Linked DNA regions of Sus scrofa: region 2 is linked to region 1. Evidence: chromatin contacts called from public Hi-C data. All regions are on one chromosome and are shown on one strand. Each heading gives the region's core, a stretch centred on a gene start, on an enhancer-like site or on the middle of the called end of the contact. The rest is flanking DNA. Distances are from core to core; before and after follow the strand shown.

Region 1 (4,632 bases), core at 1,216-3,715:
GTACGATAAGCCCTTAGTGTCAGGCCAGGTCAGTGTGGGAACAAGGAAGATTATGAGTACATTGTGGGGGGTTTTGTACTTATGCAGTAGAGAAGGGACTGGCCCTTCAGTGGCCCCGCTAGGAGAGCTCAAGTGTCCCCAGGCCCCTCCATGCCTTGTTTCTGGAAATGTGCCACCCTAGGAACTTGGGGAGGGCGCATTGGGGCTGGGTGTCTATAAATACCTACAAATATTTCTTGTTCTCGTAGACGTCGTGGAGCTTGAGGACGTGTGGGTGTTCAATGAGTTTCAGGATGGCGATCTCCCGCTCCACCTGCAGGAAAAGGAACGGAGGTCAGCGTGGCCTCCCTCCCTCCCACCTGCCCGCAGCCCCAGAGGGTCCCTGCTCCCCTGGAGCACAGCACACCTTCATCAGCACCGACTCGGACAGCTTCTCCCGGTTCACGATCTTGATGGCGACCTTCTGGCCCGTGATGCAGTGCACCCCAAGTTTAACCAGACCTGGGGGAGTGGGATTCAAAATGTGGGGTGTGTGGCCAGATCATTCTCCCTGCTTCTGTCTCCTAAGCAGCCCCCCTCCCCAGACACCCCATCTCCTCCTCCTTTCCCTGCTGGCTGTTTAATGGTGGCTTGAATCACCTGGACCTGAACTCCTGGGGGCTGGCAGCCACAATTTCCACAAAACACAGTTCTCTTCCTGCTCCCCGATTGTCCATCCACCTACCTGCCTCCCCTCCCTCCACAGCCACCCTTGAGTCTCACCCTGAGGCTCCATCCTCCTGCTGTGCCCGTTTTTAAGTCCATCTCTTCACATATTCTTGCCTGAGTCTCCAGAGTTCTGTGTTCTCCAGTCTGCCTCCTTCAAACAAACCTCTCTCTCTCTCTCTCTCAAGCCATCACTTCCTTGATCTCTCTGCCCTTTCATCTTCCAGAGACACCATGTCTCCCAAGGAATATAATCTTATGATTGCCCTTCTCCCAGACCATCCTCCTCCACTTCCTCTCAAACCCCGGCCTCTCCATCCCCTTCTTTGCTCGTTTCATAACAGTTGCAGCTGGGAACATGCAAACCCTGAGTGTGCCCCCTCCCCAAGGGAAAGCCCCAAAGCCACAGACCCAGGAGTTCAGATGCCCAGCCCCTCCGCCCTCAGACCCCCAAAGGCAGGCCTGCAACCCCTTCCTTCCCCACAACTCAGGAATCAGGTCAACAACACCTTCACACTTTTGGCACTAGGATATGGGGTCTGACCCTTTCCCGGGCCTGGCCCTCAGCTTCATAGAGACCAGAGGCTCAATCCTGAACTTCCTGACCAGGACACAGGTGTTCAGCTCCCTCTTACACCCACCTCCCACCGGGCAGGAGAGAGGTCAGAGCGAAAAGACCCCCGCCTGCACGTCCACAGCCACCGCCAAGGGATCTGCCTCCTGAATTCACCTTTCTACCTCTCCAGTCCTGGTGCCCACCCTGAGCCAGGATGCTGCAGAGGGGTCAGAATGCTATAGCCCATGACCCCAGCCTTACTTCCCCTGTCCCCCTCCCCAGGACAGAGGCCCTCCTCGGCCAGAGGTCCGTGCAGAGGGAAGAAGCTTCCCGCGGCGCACCCTCATCTCGCACCTCACCCCAGCCTGCGGCTGTACTGCAGCAAGGACCTCAGCTCCTGGCCTGGATCCTGGCTGCAGGCCCGCCTCCCTTTCCCACTGTGGTCCCAGAACCCCCCCACACACACCTTTGGGCCCTAGCACCTTCCCCCAGGAGCTCTGATCCCCGGGCCTCCTCCTCCCCAGGACCCCAGAGTCTGAGCCCTCACCCACCTCCATCGTGGGGACCAGGCAGTCTAGATCCCGAGTCCCTTCTCTCAGGGGTCTGGGTAGCCAGCCTTTGCCGTTTGAATCCCCAGGAGTCCCGCCCTCTGCCCCTCATCTCCCCTCGCCCCCGGCCCCCGGTGTCGCCTCCCCTGGCTCACCTGTCTGCCCTTTGCCCAGCGTCTTCTCCAGCCGATAGGGGCCCACATATTGGGCGTGCTGGGGTGGGTGTGGGTGTGGGTGCGGGAGGTGGTAGGCGGGGGAGCCCCCGCCCCCCTCCTTGCCCCCAGACGACATGATGCCCTTGGTACCGGCCCGACCGGCCCCCCGGCCGCCCCCCCTGCGGCCGGTAGCCCCGTCCCTCCGGTGGGGGCCGGCGACCGCTCCGTCCCGGCCCCCCCGGCTGCCCCCCACCTCTCCGGGGGTCCCCAGGGGGCTGGGCCGGGCCCCCCCAGTCGGCGGGCCGCGAAGCTGGGGGAGGGGGGGCTGGCCCGGGGGGGTCAGGCCCCGGGAGTCAGCATGGCCCGGGGGGGGCTGCGCGGCCCCCCCTCCCCAGGCCTTCTCTGGCCGGCCCCTCTCTTCCTGCGCCTCCCCCCGCCGGGGGGGTCTGAGGTGCGGGCCGGCGGATGCTGCAGGCCGAGGTCCCCCCGCCCCCCCACGCGCCCTCTCTCCTCCGCCTCCTCCTCCTCTCCGCCTCCCCCCGCCACCTCGTCCTTTCTCTCCGGCACGCTGACATCACCATCCGGGGACTCCGGGCCCTTCCCCAAAGTTAACCCTTTCGGAGGGGGGAGGGGGGAGCGGGGCAGGGGGCGGGCCTGGGAGCTGGAGGGATGGCGAGGAGGTGGGAGGATGCTGGGAGGGATGGAAGGATGCAGGAGACAGGATGGAGGGAGAGCGATGCGGCGCAGCGAGGCAGGGGCAGAGCTGGAGCTACACAAAGGGAAATGAAATCCATCCGAGTCGAGTTGGGAAAAGAGACGGACCGCGGCGGGGTGGGGGGTGGGGGGAAATGGAGCCCAGCAGAAACAGGGCTGGGGCGAAAGAGGGAGATTGGGGCACACGTCCAGGTGGGCAGAGACAGGAGAGAAAGAAGGAAAGGAGAGCAGGGGGACAGAGAGACAGGGAGGTGGAGAAACCCAGAGACAGAGATGGAGACGGAGGCAAGAGAGCTGGAGAGACAGGGTGTTGCGGGAGAAAGGAGGCAGGGAGCCATGGAGAGACAGATGGGAAGAGACGAACCCAGAAAACAGAGCCAGAGACGGGGAGAGACCTTAAGGAAAGGAGGGGACAGCCGAGAGAGACAGAGCAGTGGGGGAGAGAAATGGAGAAAAAGAGAGGGATGGGGCAGAGAGGGGCAAGATGTCACAGGCGAGGCACAGCGGGGGAGAGGGCAGGGAAAGGATGCGGGGTCAGAGAGCAGGAGGAAAACCACCTGAGGGAGCATTGGAAAGGGGCACGGGGCTGGGGGCGGCAGAGAACAAAACAGAGCCAGGTAGAAGGAGAGCTGGAGACAGACAAAGAGAGACAAAGAGGAACAGAGGCGGGGACCGCAAAAGATGGGGGGTACACAGAGGTGAAGGGCTAGAAGCTGGGGGGAGATGGCACAGATTGGAGGGCAGAGGATGGGGGAGGCAGAGGGAAAGAACTGGGGGCTTTGCTGATCCAAGACTCATCTCTGTCTCTCCAGACCCCCAAGCTGCCCACCCAGGCCCCCTTTCCCCACAAGCATCAGGGTCCCCTAGCCACCCACAGGCCAGGGTGCATGTTTTTAGATCATCTTGGATCCACATGTCCATTTAGGATCCTCCATCCTCCTACAGAGAAACTTCCAGAAGCCCTTGAGGCCCCTGTGTATTTTTTTTTTCAGGTCCCTGTCTCTTCCTTGTGCCCAACACAGCCTCCCCCAGATCTTCACACGGGCTGCAATATACTGTCTGCTCCACTGCCCATCCATGGACCTGTGCACAGCCAGACTTCCACATAATTTGGCTCTGTCAGGCACCCGTGTCATGCCCAAATCGCCTATAGAGCGTACCCGTGAGCCTTAAGTCCGCTGGTCAAGCACGTTCATTCCGTGAATCTACCATGAGTGCCAAATCTGAGCCACGTGCTCTTCCAAGTGGTGAGGGTAGAGCAGTGAGCCAAGTCAACCAAGATCCCTGTCCTGGGGAGCTCCCCCTGCAAAGGATGAGGCAGGTGAGAAATGATCAAAACACAAGATATGTTACAGAGTCGCCATGGGGGATGCAGAGGCGACGAGGGCAGGGAAGGGGGACGGGGAGTGTAAGTTGAGCAGGATGTGACTTTGCACATAGTGCCGAGAAGCCTCCGCCACGAAGGGACATTGAGGGAAGAGGCGCCTCAGAGGCAGGTGGATAAAGTGTCAGGAGCCTTCCAGGCAGAGGAAACAGCTGTGCAAAGGCCCTGTGGCAGGTGTGTGCCTGGTGTGTTATCGGAAAGTGGAAGGGCCAGGGTGGTCGGAAGGCGATGAGATGAGGAGGCAGATCACATAGGGCCTTAGAAGCAGCGTGACCCTCTGGTCTGGTTTATGGCTGGTATTCTGGAATTATTATTATTATTATTTTTTTTTGCCTTTTTCTAGGGCCGCACCTGCGGCATATGGAGGTTCCCAGGCTAGGGGTCGAATTAGAGCTGTAGTTGCCGGCCTACACCAGAGCCACAGCAATGCATGATCCAAGCCACGTCTGCGACCTACACCACAGTTCACGGCAACAACGCCAGATCCTTAACCCATTGAGCGAAGCCAGGTATCGAACCCTCAACCTCATGGTTCCTAGTCGGATTCGTTAGCCACTGAGCCACGATGGG
Region 2 (4,632 bases), core at 1,119-3,618, 270 kb before region 1:
CAGAGCCACAGCAATGCGGGATCCGAGCCGCGTCTTCGACCTGCACCACAGCTCACGGCAACGCCGGATCCTTACCCCACTGAGCAAGGCCAGGGATCGAACCCACAACCTCGTGGTTCCTCGTCGGATTCGTTAACCACGGCGTCACGACAGGAACTCCCCTGAAGTGATATCATTTATCCCAAAAGTGTTAGCATAAGCAGAACAATATGGCATCATTTCATGTACGGAGCAAACCAAAGAAGACATGTGTGGGAATGATAAACAGAAAATGCAAAATCTCGGGAGTTCCCGTCGTGGCGCAGTGGTTAACAAATCCGACTAGGAACCATGAGGTTTCGGGTTCGGTCCCTGCCCTTGCTCAGTGGGTTAACGATCCGGCATTGCTGTGGTCTGTGCTGTAGGTCGCAGACGCGGCTCGGATCCAGCGTTGCTGTGGCTCTGGCGTAGGCCGATGGCTGCAGCTCCGATTCAACCCCTAGCCTAGGAACCTCCATATGCCTCGGGAGCGGCCCAAGAAATAGCAAAAAAAGACAAAAAAAAAAAAAGAAAGAAAGTAAGAAAGGAAATGCAAAATCTCATAAGGGGAAGGAGGCAAGAGAAGGGGATGTTACACAGATGGCTGAGATTGCATCTGTAAAGTTGTATGGTTTAAGTTCATTAAGGAGTACAGGGAGCTATTTATATACTTCTGAATTTTTCTTTTCTTTTGTTTTTTTTTTTTTTTTTTTGCTCCCACGGCATATGGAGGTTCCCAGGCTAGGGGGTGAATCGCAGCTGTAGCTGCCGGCCTACGCCAGAGCCACAGCAACGCGGGATCTGAGCCACGTCTGCAACCTACACCACAGCTCACGGCAACGCCGGATCCTTAACCCACTGCACAAAGCCAGGGATCAGACATGCATCCTCATGGATCCTAGTCAGGTTGTTAACCACTGAGCCACGAAGAGAACTCCCCAAATGAGTATTTTAAATGCTATCTATCCGAGGAAGACTTGCACCAGGTTCTGGTCACACACCCTGGAATTTCGTCTAATGGAAACAGATTCCCAAGCAGGAACAAAAAGCGGTGAACATTTCAGCAGACTCTTACCTTGTGCTGAAGTGGACACCTACCGCTTCCACTGTCATTTCACTGGGCAAAGAAAACCACGTGGCCACGTCTAACTGCAAAGGAAAATACAACCCTATCATGTTCCCTAAAGAGGGAGAACCGAATTTGCGCATGATCGTCACGTTCAGTCATCCACCCTGCCCTTCCAGGAAAACAATTTAAGAGTGTTCCAGCGATCTCGCATCTCTCTGTTTTAGTGGGTTTCGCAACCCTCTACAGATGTATGCATAAATGCAGGCATGGTCAGAAGTAGCGCGATGACCTCTCCAAGGTCACACAGCCGGGCCAAGGAACGAGTAACTGGACAGCTGAGCCCTCAGCCCTGTCCTTGTAACTGCCGAAAACCCCTGCCCTTGGGCTCTTGCCTTCAAAGGCGCATTTCCCAAACTTCACACAACCTGTGGATACTTGCTAATGAATCCCAGTACCACTAGTGTGGCAGTCGGTTCAGTATATTTTTGCAAAGGGACTTAAAAGTCCTTACATTTGTAACCTTTGCCTCACTGAGTTATCTCGAACCAGGGAGTAGGTGACCACAAAAACGTGTAGTGTGAACACAACAAAGGTTGTTCAATTCTGGTGTCAAGTGACCGCCAGAGCCTACTCATGGAGATTAAAAAGAGAAATTAGGGAGTTCCCGTCGTGGCGCAGTGGTTAGCGAATCCGACTAGGAACCATGAGGTTGCAGGTTCGGTCCCTGCCCTTGCTCAGTGGGTTAACGATCCGGCGTTGCCGTGAGCTGTGGTGTAGGTTGCAGACGCGGCTCGGATCCCGCGTTGCTGTGGCTCTGGCGTAGGCCTGTGGCTACAGCTCCGATTAGACCCCTGGCCTGGGAACCTCCATATGCCGTGGGAGCGGCCCAAGAAATAGCAAAAAGACCAAAAAAAAAAAAAAAAAAAAGAAATTAGAATTAGCTCACAGGAGAGTTCCCGTCGTGGCCTGGCACAAACGAACCCGACAAAATCAGGAGGGATCCGTGGTTCCGCTCAGGGGGTTAAGGATCCAGCGTTGCTGTGGCTGTGGTGCAGGCCGGCAGGTGCAGTTGCGATTCGATTCCTAGTCTGGGAACCTCTATACGCTGCGGGTTCGCCCTAAAAAGACACGTACACAAAAGAATTAGCTCAGAGCCACCCCAGCGCCCCACGCAGGCTGTCTCTTGGGGGCACTGACAGGCAATTAGGAAGAAATTCACCACTTTCTCCCTGGGGATGGAGAGAGCCAGCTCCCGGGAAGCCCCGCCCCTCCTCCAGGCCGCCTGCGCGGGGCCCCGACGCCAGCCTAGGCCCCACCCCCTCCGGATTGACCTCTGGCATTGGGGGCGGGGCCTGGGGACAAGATGGCTGCCGCGCGCCCGGAGTCGCCGAGTCTGAGCTCAGCGGGCCCGGAGCCGCGATCCCCGGAACCTCCGGACCTGGTGCGGGCGAGGAAGGGCCCCGGCGCGGGGGCTCTAGGCGGCAGGAGGTCGCAGGGGTGGGGGTGGGGCTTAGAGCTGGGCGGGGGAGGTATTTAGGGCTATGGCCCTGGGGGCGGGGCTTCTCGTGGGGGCGGTGTGAGGTTGGAGGGGCGTGGCCGGAGGAGGAGGGTGGGCGGGCCAAGTCAGAACTGGAGAGGGATCCACCCGAGCGAGGAGTCCGAGGGATTGAGTTTGTCTAATGAGGGGGCGGAGCCTTCAGAGGGCGGGACCTCATGAATTTTAGGGTTCCGGAACCTGGGTGGAAGGTTGGGAAGGTGACCCTGGAAGAGAAGGGTGTGGGGTTATGGTTGGGTCACCCACTTCGGGGTAGGGGGATGATTCTGCAAGAGTCTAAGTGCTACCCAAGAGAGGATTTGGGGGCAGAAGTGCCTGCTCCAGCTGCCTTTGGACCCCACTCAGGCTGAGAGCGTATCTGAGGACAGTCTTTCATTCAGCAGACATTTACTGTGCTCCCACTTGGGCTAGACAGATGGAGAGGTGAAGGCGGCAAATAAACTATCCTCTTGGAGCTTGCAGCCCAGAAGAGGAGAGAGACAATAAAGAAGTCTTATTGTGTTATGTTCGATAAAGAGTGAGCTGATAGAGCGGCGCGGAGGGGAGCTAAATTTAGTCGAGAGAGAAGTCAGCTGTGTGCCGGCTTATATTTACACTGGGGCCAGAGAGATAAGCGGGAGGCAGATCGTGATGGATATGAATTAAGGCTTTGGATTTTAAGTGCAGTGGGTGTCATGGGAGGGTTGCGAATGGGAAAATGACTTCCATCTGTTCCCGTTTTCAAAAGGTCATTAAGGCTGCTTTGGGAAAATGGGTTATGAGGGAGCCAGGCAGAGGACCAGAGGCAGTCAGAGGTTCAGGACACTTGGCAAAGAATGTTTGCCTTATGAAGTTCCCCAGTGGCCCGAGGATTCCACGTTGGTGCTGTGGCAGCTTGCGTTGCTGCTGTGGCACCTTGGGTCGCTGCTGTGGCACCTTGGGTCGCTGCTGTGGCACGGGTTCAATCCCTGGCCCAGGATCATAGGCCTGCTGCGAGGGAGGCCCCCTCAAAAAAAAAAAAAAAAAAAAAAAAGGTGCAGTGAGGTAATTGGCTTTTCACTGGGATGGAGGAGAGAGATGGCTGGATCTGTGGACCATTTCAGACGGGAGGGGAAGTCTTCAAAGGCACGTAACAGAATCCCGGGCCGGGGAAGCAGCGGAGAGCTGAATCTAGAAATCGAGGGATCCAGCATGCTACAAAAGGGAGGTGTTTTAATAATCAGGTGGGGAGGCCTTGAGGCAGAGGCCACAGGCTCCTCTGTTTCTTCTCCCCCTCACCCAGGTCCTGGTGCCTGATGATGGCCGCCCGGCCACCCCCCCGAGCGACCTCGTCGAGATCCAGGTGGTGAAGGTGACCGACACCACGCTGGTACCTGAGCCCCCAGAGCCAGGTTCTCTCCACTGTGCCTTGTGCCCAGCTGTCTTCCGGCTGGTCTCCGAGCTGCTGTTCCACGAACATGGCCACTTGGCGGGAGCTGAGGGCGGCGGGCAGGGTGGGGACCCGAGCCGGTGTCACGTCTGTGGCCGCAGCTGTCCAGGGCCCGCCAGCCTCCGTGCCCACTACAGCCTGCACACGGGAGAGCGGCCCTACCGCTGCCCGCTCTGCCCCCGGGCCTTCAAGGCCCTGGCGCCTCTGCTGCGGCACCAGCACCGACACGGGGTGGAGCCGGGGACCTCGCAACGGCCTCCAGAGGCGGCGGCGGCTCGGGAACAGCGGCCCGGCCTGGCGCAGGAGAGGTCGGAGGTGGTGATGGCCGCGGCGGCGGCAGGCGCGGCGGTGGGGAAGCCTTTCGCCTGCAGGTTCTGCGCCAAGCCCTTCCGCCGCTCCTCAGACATGCGCGACCACGAGCGGGTGCACACGGGCGAGCGGCCCTACCACTGCGGCGTGTGCGGCAAGGGCTTCACCCAGTCCTCGGTGCTGAGCGGCCACGCGCGCATCCACACCGGCGAGCGGCCCTTCCGCTGCACCCTCTGTGATCGCACCTTCAACAACTCCTCCAACTTCCGCAAG

Evidence for each region. Hi-C and Micro-C count contacts between places; a contact is called where the count stands out from the background.
Region 2: a contact with region 1 is called in a Hi-C map of liver, with 4 times the contacts expected there. The contact joins the promoter of ZNF581 here to the promoter of BRSK1 in region 1. A contact is called at or near these places in 4 of 47 Hi-C or Micro-C datasets (fetal skeletal muscle, liver, mesenteric adipose tissue and 1 more).

What each region holds. Positions count from the first base shown.
Region 1 is chr6:59,466,122-59,470,753 of Sscrofa11.1, reverse strand. It overlaps BRSK1 (serine/threonine-protein kinase BRSK1), which reads right to left and starts at 2,465. Exons shown (of 19, transcript XM_021094996.1): 1 at 1,965-2,465; 2 at 407-501; 3 at 228-313. The coding sequence starts at 2,100.
Region 2 is chr6:59,739,148-59,743,779 of Sscrofa11.1, reverse strand. ZNF581 (zinc finger protein 581) reads right to left here and starts at 2,368. Exons shown (of 5, transcript XM_021095062.1): 1 at 2,285-2,368; 2 at 1,094-1,167. It overlaps ZNF784 (zinc finger protein 784), which reads left to right and starts at 2,415. Exons shown (of 2, transcript XM_003356071.4): 1 at 2,415-2,528; 2 at 3,904-4,632. The coding sequence starts at 2,451.